Regions from separate parts of the Mus musculus genome. Here all the other regions are linked to region 1. Evidence: chromatin contacts called from public Hi-C and promoter capture Hi-C data. All regions are on one chromosome and are shown on one strand. Each heading gives the region's core, a stretch centred on a gene start, on an enhancer-like site or on the middle of the called end of the contact. The rest is flanking DNA. Distances are from core to core; before and after follow the strand shown. Region 1 holds the start of 3110040N11Rik (RIKEN cDNA 3110040N11 gene). Region 2 holds the start of Det1 (de-etiolated homolog 1 (Arabidopsis)). Region 3 holds the start of Isg20 (interferon-stimulated protein). Region 4 holds the start of Ticrr (TOPBP1-interacting checkpoint and replication regulator).

Evidence for each region. Promoter capture Hi-C pulls out the DNA fragments that hold promoters and counts their contacts. Hi-C and Micro-C count contacts between places; a contact is called where the count stands out from the background. Capture Hi-C pulls out chosen DNA fragments and counts their contacts.
Region 2: a contact with region 1 is called in a promoter capture Hi-C map of liver, with 5 times the contacts expected there. The contact joins the promoter of Det1 here to the promoter of 3110040N11Rik in region 1.
Region 3: a contact with region 1 is called in a promoter capture Hi-C map of liver, with 6 times the contacts expected there. The contact joins the promoter of Isg20 here to the promoter of 3110040N11Rik in region 1. A contact is called at or near these places in 1 of 39 promoter capture datasets (liver) and 1 of 9 other capture datasets (liver).
Region 4: a contact with region 1 is called in a Hi-C map of B cells, with 9 read pairs. The contact joins the promoter of Ticrr here to the promoter of 3110040N11Rik in region 1. A contact is called at or near these places in 1 of 39 promoter capture datasets (liver) and 1 of 484 Hi-C or Micro-C datasets (B cells).

What each region holds. Positions count from the first base shown.
Region 1 is chr7:81,787,977-81,791,012 of GRCm38.p6, forward strand. It overlaps 3110040N11Rik (RIKEN cDNA 3110040N11 gene), which reads right to left and starts at 1,479. Exons shown (of 5, transcript NM_026077.4): 1 at 1,379-1,479; 2 at 474-600. The coding sequence starts at 1,408.
Region 2 is chr7:78,845,754-78,848,789 of GRCm38.p6, forward strand. It overlaps Det1 (de-etiolated homolog 1 (Arabidopsis)), which reads right to left and starts at 1,458. Exons shown (of 5, transcript NM_029585.3): 1 at 1,354-1,458.
Region 3 is chr7:78,912,314-78,915,349 of GRCm38.p6, forward strand. Isg20 (interferon-stimulated protein) reads left to right here and starts at 1,452. Exons shown (of 4, transcript NM_020583.5): 1 at 1,452-1,729; 2 at 2,009-2,261. The coding sequence starts at 2,034.
Region 4 is chr7:79,658,787-79,661,822 of GRCm38.p6, forward strand. It overlaps Ticrr (TOPBP1-interacting checkpoint and replication regulator), which reads left to right and starts at 1,410. Exons shown (of 22, transcript NM_029835.1): 1 at 1,410-2,216. The coding sequence starts at 1,554.

The DNA of each region.
Region 1 (3,036 bases), core at 229-2,728:
AATGATCATTAAACTAAACCAAAGAATCGCTTCTCATTAGTGTCTTTATAAACTCTTTGGAACAGGAATAACTAAGAATAGTCTAAGCTATACATAGATTTCCTAATGTGTCCTTCCTAAACATTTTATTGTTTAGAGACAGGGTCTTGTTGTAGTCTAGCTGACCTCCTGCCTCAGTTCCTAACTAAGTACTTGTGAATTATTGGCATATATGACCAGGCCCATCTACAAAATACCACATTTTTAAAAAGGAAAAGATACACAGATTCCATCTGATTTGGTATTAAATATTGTACATTTTCTTTCAAATACCTCTATATGAGACTATAGAATGTTTAGATGGAGAAGCTTCTAAACGCAGACATAAAAAATACCATTTACAGTTACAGGATAAGCTTTTAGATAACAAGGCAAAAATAAGATGAAAACGCTGCTTTATCCACATCCAAATCCCACCCAGTGCTCAGACGTACCTGTCACAGCGTTCTGTCTGGAGCCAGGTTTGGCATGAATGGCTATGGTGACAAAACCTTTAGGGTCAGTTGCTACAGGCCCTGCAGCAGGAGGTGCTGTCTCTGGTTCTTTGGTTTGGTTTTTACCCTAAAATGACACACAATTTCACAGGTAACAAAATACTTCAGTTATTTTGAGCCATCACTACCCTCACCTTCACTAAACTGGGCCTACATGCAGAAACTAGCCACCACCGTGCTCCTCCCACATCCCTTCATGATCCAACATACAGAGACAGAGAGGGGGGTGGGGTGGGGCTGTCTCTGTGTAGGTATGTGTTCTACTTAAGATCTCTTGGCTAGCTTAGGACTTGTTCCCACAGTCTACTTTATCGTTTCTATTTCTCAAGAGAAGGGGCATTTATTAGTCATCTTTATAGCCAATGCATCCTAACGCTCAAGAGTGGGTGAGGAGTCCATTGCAGAAAGAACGACGACTGGTATTTAAATGCCATCTAACAACTTAACAGAAAACAACTTCCAGGGCAGTATGCGGACAGCGGGTATGAAGAGGAATAAGGATTCAAACTCCCTGACTTCAAGGGGCTGGGATCACAGCGACAGAAAACAAAGGGATATTAGGGGAGGGAGTGCAGTCTCATTGACAGAAGGAAGCGATCAGCCACCATAGGGAGGCAGAACGCACAGCCTGCCGGGAAGTGTAACCCTCAGAGTGAGAGAGCAAAGACGGTGGTCAGCGGGTGCGCAGTGGAGCCTACTCATCCTTAGGGCGAGCTAATGTGCGACCCAGGAAGTCTCAGACCTGGACCCGAAGGGAGGTCTTCCGCCCTCCAGGCGCTGCGTCTGTTCCCCGCCAGTGTAGCCCCGTGGCCCACCCTCTCCACAACACGAGGCTTGCCACTGGCCTTGCTTGTCGCACCGGCTTTCTTAGGCATTGTGGAACCACACAGGAGTCTAACAGAGGCCAAGCACACCGACCTACAGCAAGCAGCAGCATCCCAACCACGCAGGCGCCAGCGTGGCGGAAGAGTTCTGTGCGCCTGCGCAAGTCATGGGCGGAAGCGGCAGGCGCGTCGGCCGGCACCTAAGAGTGCCACCTCGCCCCGAGATGGCACTGTTTTCCTTCCTTTGCAACCTGCCAGCCTCAGGGTGTGATCCATTGGTGAGCCATCTTTGCCAGCAGAGGGAAAATTGTCACCTATCCTTAGGGTTGGCAAGAGCAGCCAGCCTCGGTGCTCGCCTGCCCAACGCGGCACCATGGCAATTCGCACAGGGCAGTGCGCAAGGAGAGGAGATCCACTGTGGAGTTGAATACAACCGTTCGTGAAACTGAAGCAGAGGCAAATCAATGCAAGTGCTAAAGTTAGGGACTGGCCTTGTCCAATAAGGTTAGAATGTATAGATGGTATATGCCCAGAGGTAGGAAGATCTGCTACCTAAATGGGAGATGGCTTGTTACCATTTTGAGGATCTTTGGGACCTGAATAATCTGAGATGGGGAAAAGATTAACTGAAGATGCCCGAGTCTACGGCTAGCAGTTGTGGCAGTCCGAGGGGGAGTTTTCAGGGTACATTAAGTTTGAAATGATTGGAGACATCCAAGTGGAATAGTTAAGGAGCTACCTGAATACATAACCAAATTATCAGTGACCTGTGCCAGTGAGAGGGGAGTTAAGGAGGAGGACAGAGACTGTGACAAATGTCAAAGGGCGACAGCATTCAGATTCACAAACAGGTGAGACTGGAATGTGAGTGCTGAAAACAGCCACTAAAGGTTGGGATCAGAATGGGATGTCTCATTTTACTCTCCCAGAGACACCCTTTCCACATGACACGTTAAGTGGTGTGTTGTGAGAAAGTGGCTAAAGCCTAAGACTCAGGTGATTCAGGTGTTAAACCACACCACACCTTTTTTGAAATACATTACAAATAGAGGCACAAAGTGGAGCCAAAACTATACTGTAGTAATTTGATGAATTTTGAGGTGAAATCATGATGCCCTAAAAATATTTACATTACGATTCATAACAGTAGCCAAATTAGTTAGGAAGTAGCAACAAAAGTAATGTTACCGTTGGGAGTCATCACAGCATGAGGAACTGTATTAAAAGGTTGCAGCATTAGGAAGGTTGAGAACCACTGCTCTAGAGACTTGACAGTTTTTATCAGGGGAGGAACACGGATTGGTGTATTTCTGATGGTGCCTGGATGGGCAAAGGAGGGGGAAGCAATGTCCTCTAAGGAACCGTCAGCCTTCTCCACAGGTACCTCTAGAGTACCTCATCACCAGCTAGAAAGGACAGGACCCCGCCTCAGGTCAATCTGTCACACAGCCACTTGCCCCAATGGAAAGAACAGGGGTTTGTAATCCAAATGGCAGAAACCCAATGTAAAATTCTTAAGACTTGATCTTAGATTTGACAATGGAGTTAAGGGTTTGTTTGGCATGTAGGAAGGATAAATGCCGTGGTTCTCTCTCTGGCCTTCTGAATGTGAGGACAAAAGCAGAGACAGAAGGCTGAAGAAGGCAGAGCAGACCAAGAGGGCAGTAAGCGCTGTTGAT
Region 2 (3,036 bases), core at 208-2,707, 2.9 Mb before region 1:
ATAGCCACAAACCCAGATTCAAATACAAATGGCCAACAAAGAAGGTTTGCACATCAATAATAGAAAGAGAGAGAGAGAGAGAGAGATCTATCTCAAAAGCTTGGAGGTGGTAGTAGTGTTCTGGCAAAGGCTTTCATAAAGAGCAGCATAACAGATTCCCCAGGACCACAAAACAAACAAAACCCTTACAACACATAGTCAGGGTATTGTTTTGCAATCCTTTTGTTTCAAGCTTATCCTCATACAAGCTACATCCATTGGATAAAGATCTAAAAGGCTTGCAGAGCCGCCAGACCAGAGGGAGTCAGGTCTCTAAACTACCACCTCTGGTTGTTTTTTGGAAGGAACCCTTCCCTGAAAGCCACTCGCTCATTTGCATATTGCCTAGAGCCACTTTAGCCCTAGGAAAAGAGCAGAGTGACTGCAACAGACCACACACTGAACTCTACTATCTGGTCTTTTGTAGACACTAAATTCTTCACCTTTGAGAACTGTCTCCAATATCAGCCTCATCATCCTGTCTTTGAAGGCCTTCCTTCACTTAGTGAGACATAGATTCCAACACACTAGCCACTCAATTGCAACTCTCTGTATTTTACTAATGTGTATATTTATGGTGATCTCTCTGGGTCAAGTATACACTTATCTGTTGTATGCCCACCACAGTGCTTAACACGTAGCAAGCTTCCTTCTTAAACGGTGGGCATACCTCAAGCCATCTTCTTGGCTAACGTGGGTAACCACAGGGGAACTTTCATTTTCCGGAAGACATTCTCTCCGGTCCACGCCATAAATTCTCTCGTTGCAACGTTAGTAGTGTCAAGTTTTGGGGAAGTCTTTCTGACCACCCCACCTAAAGGACTCATCTTTTTCTTGTTTCTTTCTCTAGTCATCTGTCACATTTTTTTTTTTTAATTTACACGGTCGCTTGCATGGTTGTGTTTAATGTTTGAGTCTCCTCGTTGAACTGTACCCTCTCTAATGGAAGTAACCAGGTCTACTTCGGTCACCGCGGTATACTCTTCCAGCCCTGGGGCTGGCACATGGTAGACGCTTTGGTGCGGTGCGGTCTGAAACGAAAGCCTGGCTAAAGCGGGTCACTAATTGTGTGAACGCAAGGTTTATTCCTCGTTGGAGCAAGTGCACATGTCCCCACACTCTTGGCGACTGCTTCCAAAACAAGAAAAGGATGCCAAGAGGCAGACACACATGCCCATGGTCGCCCCCGGAAAGAAAAGCCCAGGGCGGGGCCTCCCCGGGCAAAGCCGGGGGCCGGAGCTCCTGAGACCCGGCGAGCATGCGGGGAGGAGCCCGCCGCGGAGCTCTCGCGGGCCGCAAAGGGCAAGTCCTCACCTGTCGAGTCCTGGCTCATGGGGCCAGGGCAAGGGTCGCCCTAGCCTGCTCCGCGCACACCTCCCCCGGCCCCGCCCCCACCATGCCTCGGGACCCCGGCGTCGGCAGCCACCAGCCCGGGTTTCCGCCCGCTACCGGAAGCGCTGCGCAGCGAGAAGGGAAGATCGGAAGATCGAGACGCCATGCAGCTAAGGAGCGGCGCAGCGCACCCTGGCGTCCGGAGGAGAGATCGAGACCATAGAGGCTGGATAAGCCCCGGACCAAGTGATCCAAGGCACGTTCATAACTACTATGAGTAGGAGTTAAGTTTTCACCTGCTTCTTGCATACTGGTGGAAGATGGATTATACATGCACCATGTCACTGCGTTTTCCATGCTCGTGGTTGCACGTGGGGATACAATAAAAGCTTCTGTACTAAATGAATCCAATACCATTGACTGGCCTTTTCACCTACACGTTACTTCATTTAATTTTCTTTTTTCTTACAAGCTATTTCTTCCCTGTGAGTCGGTGGCTTCTCTCCTTTGTGCTTGCGTGTGTGTGTGTGTGTGTGTGTGTGTGTGTGTGTGTGCGCGCGCGCGCGTTTGTATTTGGGTGTATGGTTTATTTTTGATGCTTTGGCAGGAAACCAAACCCAAAATATCTTCTCTTAAGGCTTCTGGGTAGCCACCGCCACTGTTCACCCACCACTGTCAAATATCTGTTTCTGTTGATGTGTATTGCTTTGTTGTGTCTCTCCTCCCTTTGGTAGATTATAAACTGAGAACAGGGATTTTTGTCTTATTTTCTGTTCCAGCCCCACCTCCCACCCCATAACAAGGTTTGACATCTTATAGAATCTCAGTAAATATTCCATCAGTAATCCATTGTGGTCTATCTCTTCTGGACCCCCATGCCATCTCCATTCTATATCCCCAGCTCTTCTGAGACATAGGATATAGAATTAGAGGCTAGGTTGAGCCTTGCTCTCTCTCCCAACCCTCTCCATACCCAAAGGACTCAGAGAATGAATATCTCTGCAGACCAACACATGAGAAAGGGATATGTGTTGACTTTGACCAGGGAGAGAGGAAAATTAAGGTCTAAAGGGGAAAGGTGACTTGGGGATATAGACTGACTATGAAGAGAATGATAGGTTTCTGGCCCAGTCCTACCATTTCCAGGCTCAGTATTCTTAGGTGCTGGCTTTAGAAACCTCATGCCTTTTTCTGGAAAATGACTATACCTGCCTCTTAAGGTTATCCCAAGTATTAAACCTGTTAGCCCTAAATACTTGAAGTCTTGATAAAATATTACTAAAGCTTTCCAGCCACAACTCTCTTCCTTTCCCATGATGAAACTGAGACCCAAAGGGGACATACATCTCTTGCACAAGTTCATACAAGAATAAGAGCCAGTAGGGGTGGGGCCACAGATTATAACCCCAGCATTTAGGAAGGGAGGCAGAGGAATCAGTAGCTCAAGGCCTGTCTTGGCTGCACAGCAAGTTGACCTTGGCTACATGACACCTTGCCCCAAAGCAAAGCAAAATAAACATGGGACAGGGCTGTGCTAATACTCAAGGCATCAGGTCAGATCCCAACTCGGACAGGTGGGTCCCCATGTGGCTTCAAGACACGCATCAGCTTCTCCGAGTCTGGGTTTTTCTTTTTGTATTTTTCATCTCTAATGTGTACAGTGTT
Region 3 (3,036 bases), core at 202-2,701, 2.9 Mb before region 1:
TCCTAACATCCACCGTGAATAAGCAGTTTGGACAAGCAATGGCTGTTTCCTTCAAGGACCGCCCCGGGGGGCAAGCCTTTGTCCTACAGAGCAGTGCTCAAGTCTCCGAAGCAGGTCTGAAACTAAGCCGGATTCCCTGTTTTTAGCCCCACCCCACCCTCATCCCTTCAACTCTTGGGGTTTCCATGCCCAGGAGTTTGAGAACCACAGTTTCCGACCCAGTGACAATGAACTGGGGCCCCTATCTTAGGTTTCATTTCCTCTCCCCTGAGCGGTATGACCCACAAGCCCCGCACCCCAGCGGAGAGAAAGGAACATAGCCTAGCGCCTCTGTGTTTTATCTCCCCGAGTGGCAAAGCGAATGCAGATCCATATATATTCTTCCTTTGGCCTCTCTCTCTCTGGTGTGTTCTGCAAGCGCTCCCCTCTTAGAAAGCTGAGTCTGTTTCTGATCCGCGCATACCTCAGTTTGTTTATTAGAATACTGAACGTTCCCTGCGTGTTAGGAATAAGCAACAGGGGCTCCATGATTCAGGGGAGGAGTTTTCTTGTCGCTATGAGAGACCAGCCAGGGGCATCCAGAAGAGTCCAGAGCAGAGAGGAAAAGCAGCAGACTGCCTGCCCATGGACAGGACCATCTCTCAGGAGCAGAGAAAATAGGAGTGGGGAGCTAGAGAAGAGAATAGTAAGAGCGGCAGGGGGTAGAGTGGGGATATTGCTGGTTTTAAGGAAAACGGACGGGGCTGAGGTGGAAGGGCCTGGGAGCTAGCAGAGCGGAGGAGTCAGGGAGGTGAGAGGGGTCAGAAGGCCAGTGCAGAACAGGTACATGTGAACATGTGTCATGTGAAGGAGTCTGCAGGCTAGCATGGGCTGTCATGTGGACCCACAGAACTGTTCTGACAGGTTTCTGAGGAACTCTTTGTGAGAACTTTGAGCTATACACAAGAAACCCTATAGTCCAGCTTGAGCTGCGGGCCAGACTGTCATTTTGGACAAAGACAGTGGGCCTGCCCTTTATTTCAGGGGGCTGGGGAGGGTTCTTGGAATTTTTCCTTTTGGACCTAATAATAGGTATCACTCTAAGGATTCTAAGTCCCAGCCCAGGAGACTAGAACCCAGGAGGAAGAACAGCCTGGCTTGAGGCCCTCTAAAGGTCTGCTGCTGTTTGTCAACTCTCCCAGGTAGAGTCTCTGCCCAATGAGGCACCAAGGACTAGACCCTCCTCCTCCCCCAACCCCTTGCTGCCCTTCCCAGTTAATGGTACCAGCATCTCAAGAACTGCTTGCTCTGTCCTCAGAAAACCTCCCAGGGTAGCACACTGACAGCAGGTCCCAGAAGTTGTGGGACCTTCCCCAGGCTCCAATCCCGGAGATGTTTATTCTCTGGGTGGAGGGTGAGAAAAGCAAAGAAAGATGTTGCAATCCACTCCGTCCACGTCAGACACGTCATCCGAAAGGGAGGAGTAGGGCAGGGCCAGAGGAGGGACAGCCTGACGCGGCCACCAGCCCTGACTCAACCTGCCAGCCCCCTTACCTGGCCAGCCTTGAGGAGATGGAACAGCCCAGGCTACAAGGCCTGCCCCCACTCCTCAACTTCCCTTGATAATGAACCAGAAACTGAAACTAAAACAGGCAGGCTCCCCGTTAGAGATGAGTCACTTCCCAAAGTGACTGAAGTAGCCGAGAAGTGGAAACAGAGGGGCAGAAGAGAACCCAGGGCACTGAGACAGGTGAGAGCAGGTACCAACCACATAGCTGCCCAAACTGGGAGGCAATGGGAGGGGGCTTCGAGGTGGGACAGCCAGACAGGACCAGCAAGCTCTGGGACCTATAGCACACAGAAGCTGAAGGCTGGCAAGAGGCCAGCTTCTGTTGCCAGGTGGCACTGGAGATAATGGGCAGGGCTCAGGGTGTAGTTTGGCAGGGTGGTGGCCCAGGATGCCTGGAGGGCTGTTGGTTCTTGACTGACAGCCTGGCTCTCCCCCACCCCCCACCTCCCCATCCTCCAGGGCTTTCTGAGGGTCGCCAAGGAGCATGGCAGGCATCCCAGAGGTGGTGGCCATGGACTGTGAGATGGTGGGGCTTGGGCCTCAAAGGGTGAGTGGCCTCGCCCGCTGCAGCATTGTGAACATCCATGGCGCAGTCCTGTATGACAAGTACATCCGACCCGAGGGAGAGATCACGGACTACAGAACCCAAGTCAGCGGGGTCACGCCTCAGCACATGGTGAGGGCCACGCCATTTGGTGAAGCCAGGCTAGAGGTAAGTGAAGAAGGAGCAGGAGTCGAGGCACATTTGTCCTTCCACCTCAGCTCCTTCCTAGGGTCTGTGGTCTGTGACTCTCCCATGAGGAATTTCTCACATATTTGAGGGAGGGAAGGACTCTGGGTCTCCCTATCACAGCCCTCAACTAAGTTAGTCTCCCCACCACCAGAGAATCTTAGGCTCCCATCTGCAGCTGTTTTCAGGGCATCTTTCTGGTCCAACTTTCCGGTCTTATGATGGGGACATTGAGTCCCACCTGATGTTCCTTCTCTTCTACATCGCACTGCTCTGGTGAGCCTGTGAAATGAGGTTCTGAGGCTGAGCTGGCTCTGACTCAGAGGCCAGAGGCTCCTGGGCTGAAGGAGACTGTGTTCCCAGACTGCGTGCTCTGGGCCACTGAGGCCCGAGGTTCTTACCCTTTAACCTTGTGTCCATGTCTTCCAGACATGTAGGACACGGAGCTGAGCACTCTAAGGGCTGCCCATCCTCCCACTGGGCCGCCAGATAGATCAGGCTTGCTCATCCGCTGTGTGGCAAGCAGCCAGGCTCTGCTACTGCCCACTGGGTGGAAATCCCAGTACCCTGATGGTGCTTAGCAAACCGCCCCCCACCCCCCAGATTGCCCAAACACTAGTAGCACTTGTCACACTTGTGCATGTGCGCTCTGGGAGGGATAGGTAGAGGGGCAGTGTGCCAGGGCCAGTGGGCAGGAGTTATGTGTAAGTTTATTTGCCTGCCGTATGGGATTTTCTGGGCTTATTTCTGTGTATGA
Region 4 (3,036 bases), core at 160-2,659, 2.1 Mb before region 1:
CAACACCCTATTCTGATCTCTGAGCACAGGCATGCACATGTGCAAAACGCCCATACACACACACACACACAAAAAAAAATCCACTGGCCAGAGATGAGACCAAGAGGGAGCATACTTGCTAACAACATGCCAGGCTGGGAGTTCCATCCCTAGCAACACCTCCCTGCCCCCATATACAATAAAGTTAAAAAGAAAGCGGGAGGGGGGAGGAGGAAGACACGAATGAGTGTTGGAGATGTTGGTTCAGTGCTTGACTGTCCAGCATTCAGGAAGTCTTGGGTTTGATCCCCAATACCCCATAAACTGCGTTTGGTGCAGGGGCATGTCTACAGTCCCAGAACTAGGAAGGTGGAGGCAGGATGATCAGAGAAGTACAAGGTACAGTTTGAGGCCAATTTGGAATATAAAAGAAAGTCACAAAAACAAACACACAACAAAAACAAGTAAAACAAAACCAAGACTTCAGAAAACACTAATCTACTGAATGGATGAGCTGTAAGAAGGCGGGTGCTGGAAATCGGACGTTCTAGTGTTTTTTTCTGCACCCATTGGACTGGCTTGCGTACTCTCTGGTGTGTTCACTCCTTAGTTTGTAAAACAGCCTCCCCAGGTGCTCTGCAGACGTCTGATTAGGTATCTTTATATTACATTTTCCTACCTAGGACCCGTATTGCTCTTCTGTCACTTCTCTTTCTTCCCGAAAACACTTCCCTGCCTTCCAGACCTTTACAATAGAGTATCCGAGGTCCTTCCACTATGCTCCAGCCTTGCTAAGTAGCCCCTGCTGGCTTGGAACCTGCGATCCTCCTACCTCCGTCCCTCGAGTTTGAGGATTATGAAATGTTCCTTTCGTCTTTTACAGAAAAAAAAAATTAAGCCCTCCGTCATAGGCTAAAAGACTTAAGAGTAGTCTAAAGTGAACTTGACTCAAGCATCCTAAACCCCTCACTGTGCACATCCCAGGCTTCAGGGTTCTAGTAAACACGCCCCGCCTTCCGCAGGCGACACACACACTCACGTACGCGCGCGCGTGTACAGACACACACACACACACACACACACACACACACACACACACACACACTCACTCACACTCACACTCACACACTCACACTCACACACTCACACTCACACTCACACTCACATCTGCGCACAGTAGCCCAAACGAAGGCTTCCGCGCCCACCGCCACGCCCCCGAAGTACCGCCTCTTTAAATTTTAAAACGAAGGCTCAGGCCAATGAGAACTACATTTCTCCCGGAACTCAGCGCCCCGCCCACCGCCACACCCTCCACCAATCAAGCGGAGGTCTTCCACACGCCTTCCAGTTAGGGTTAAAGAGGGAAGTGCTTACGTAACTTACGTTCAGCCTGCAGCCAATAGGAGCCGAGTTTGGGTACCAGCTCCTCCAATAGCTGCAGCTGTCGGAGAGCGCGGGAGCCTTCGGAGCAGGGCCTCAGAGAAGCGGGCAATGGCGCTGGTTCTCTGAAGAGAGTGCTTTACCTCAGGAAGGGCCACGCGCGGCCGGGCAGAGGGAGTCCCGTGGCGGCCGAGATGGCCTGCTGTCACAAAGTGATGCTGCTGGTGGACACAGCGGGCGTCTCTGCTCCTCATAGCCCGGCCCGACGCGCCGCCCTCCGGCTCCTCACTTACCTGAGCTGCCGCTTCGGCCTTGCCAGGGTCCACTGGACCTTCAAGTTCTTCGACTCTCAGGGGGCACGGAGCCGGCCCTCCCGCGTGTCCGACTTCCGCGAGCTGGGGAGCCGCTCCTGGGAGGACTTCGAGGAGGAGCTGGAGGCCAGGCTGGGGGATCGCCCTCCCGGAGCTCACCTGCCGGGCCCGACGCCCAGAGCCACCCACACGCACGGTGCCCTGATGGAGACGCTGCTCGACTACCAGTGGGACCGGCCGGAGATCACGTCGCCCACCAAGCCGATCCTGCGGAGTAGCGGCAGGAGGCTGCTGGACGCCGACGGCGAGGCCAGGGAGGCCCAGGCCGCGCTCGGGGGCTTTGGGAACGCCGTCTTCCTCCTGGCGCCCTGTCCTCACTCGCAGAGGGAGCTGCTTCAGTTCGTGTCCGGGTGCGAGGCACAGGCTCAACGCGTGCCGCTCACCCCCAAGCAGGTGATGGAGAAGGTGTTGCCCAAGAGAGTCCAAGAGGTTATGATCGCCCGAAATATCACCTTGTACTGGGTGGACACCACCGAGCGATCTAAGGTAAGGTGAGAAGCAGTCTGGATCCGGTCCGCAACTCCCCGACAGCTGAACTTGTCAGGCTCCGTAAAGTGCCACAGACCCAGAATGAACCCCGTGTGCCTTCCGAGGGAAACCCTTGCGGGTCGCAAAGGACAGCGTTCCTCCAACAAAATGGGTAGATTCTGGGTACCTATTAAATCCGAGTGTGGAAGAGCCTCTGCGCTTTGGTACCTGGGTGCTTTTGCGTCCTTAGTTTTGCTACACAGCACTTGTATTCCAGCATGGTGGAAGCCTGGTTCAGCCAGGCTACAGGACTTGGCCGCTTGTTTTGTCTAGTGCTGCTGTGTCTTCCTGGACCTCTAATCCTCTCCCTCTGAGGCAGTAGAAACCTCTCTTAACCTTTGTTGTTGGCCCGGCCTGATGACGCCCCAGCCCTCAGGAGGCAGAGAGGCAGGTCTCTCTCTAGTTCTAGCCTCCATCCAGGTCTATGCAGAGAGGCCCCATCTCCAAAACAAAAGCAAACCCCTTTGTTGTTGTGGCCTGTGCTCTTTCTCTATTGTGTTCCAGTTGGACACACCAGACACACCTGTCATCTTCCATTTATTCTAAAAACACCACCTCAATGACTGTCCATGGAAAGCTGAGGCAGGACTGTCACAGTGCAGGGCTAGCCAGGGCTGCTAGATCTTGTTTCAAAAAAAAAAAAAAAAAAAAAAAAGCAAACAACAAAAATCTCACAGTTACAGGTCTTAACTCCGTTTTGTATTTCCCCACAATTTAACATTGTGTTGAGGAAATATTTGCTGATTAAATTAATCACTTTTGGGGGGAGGGGGAGGTT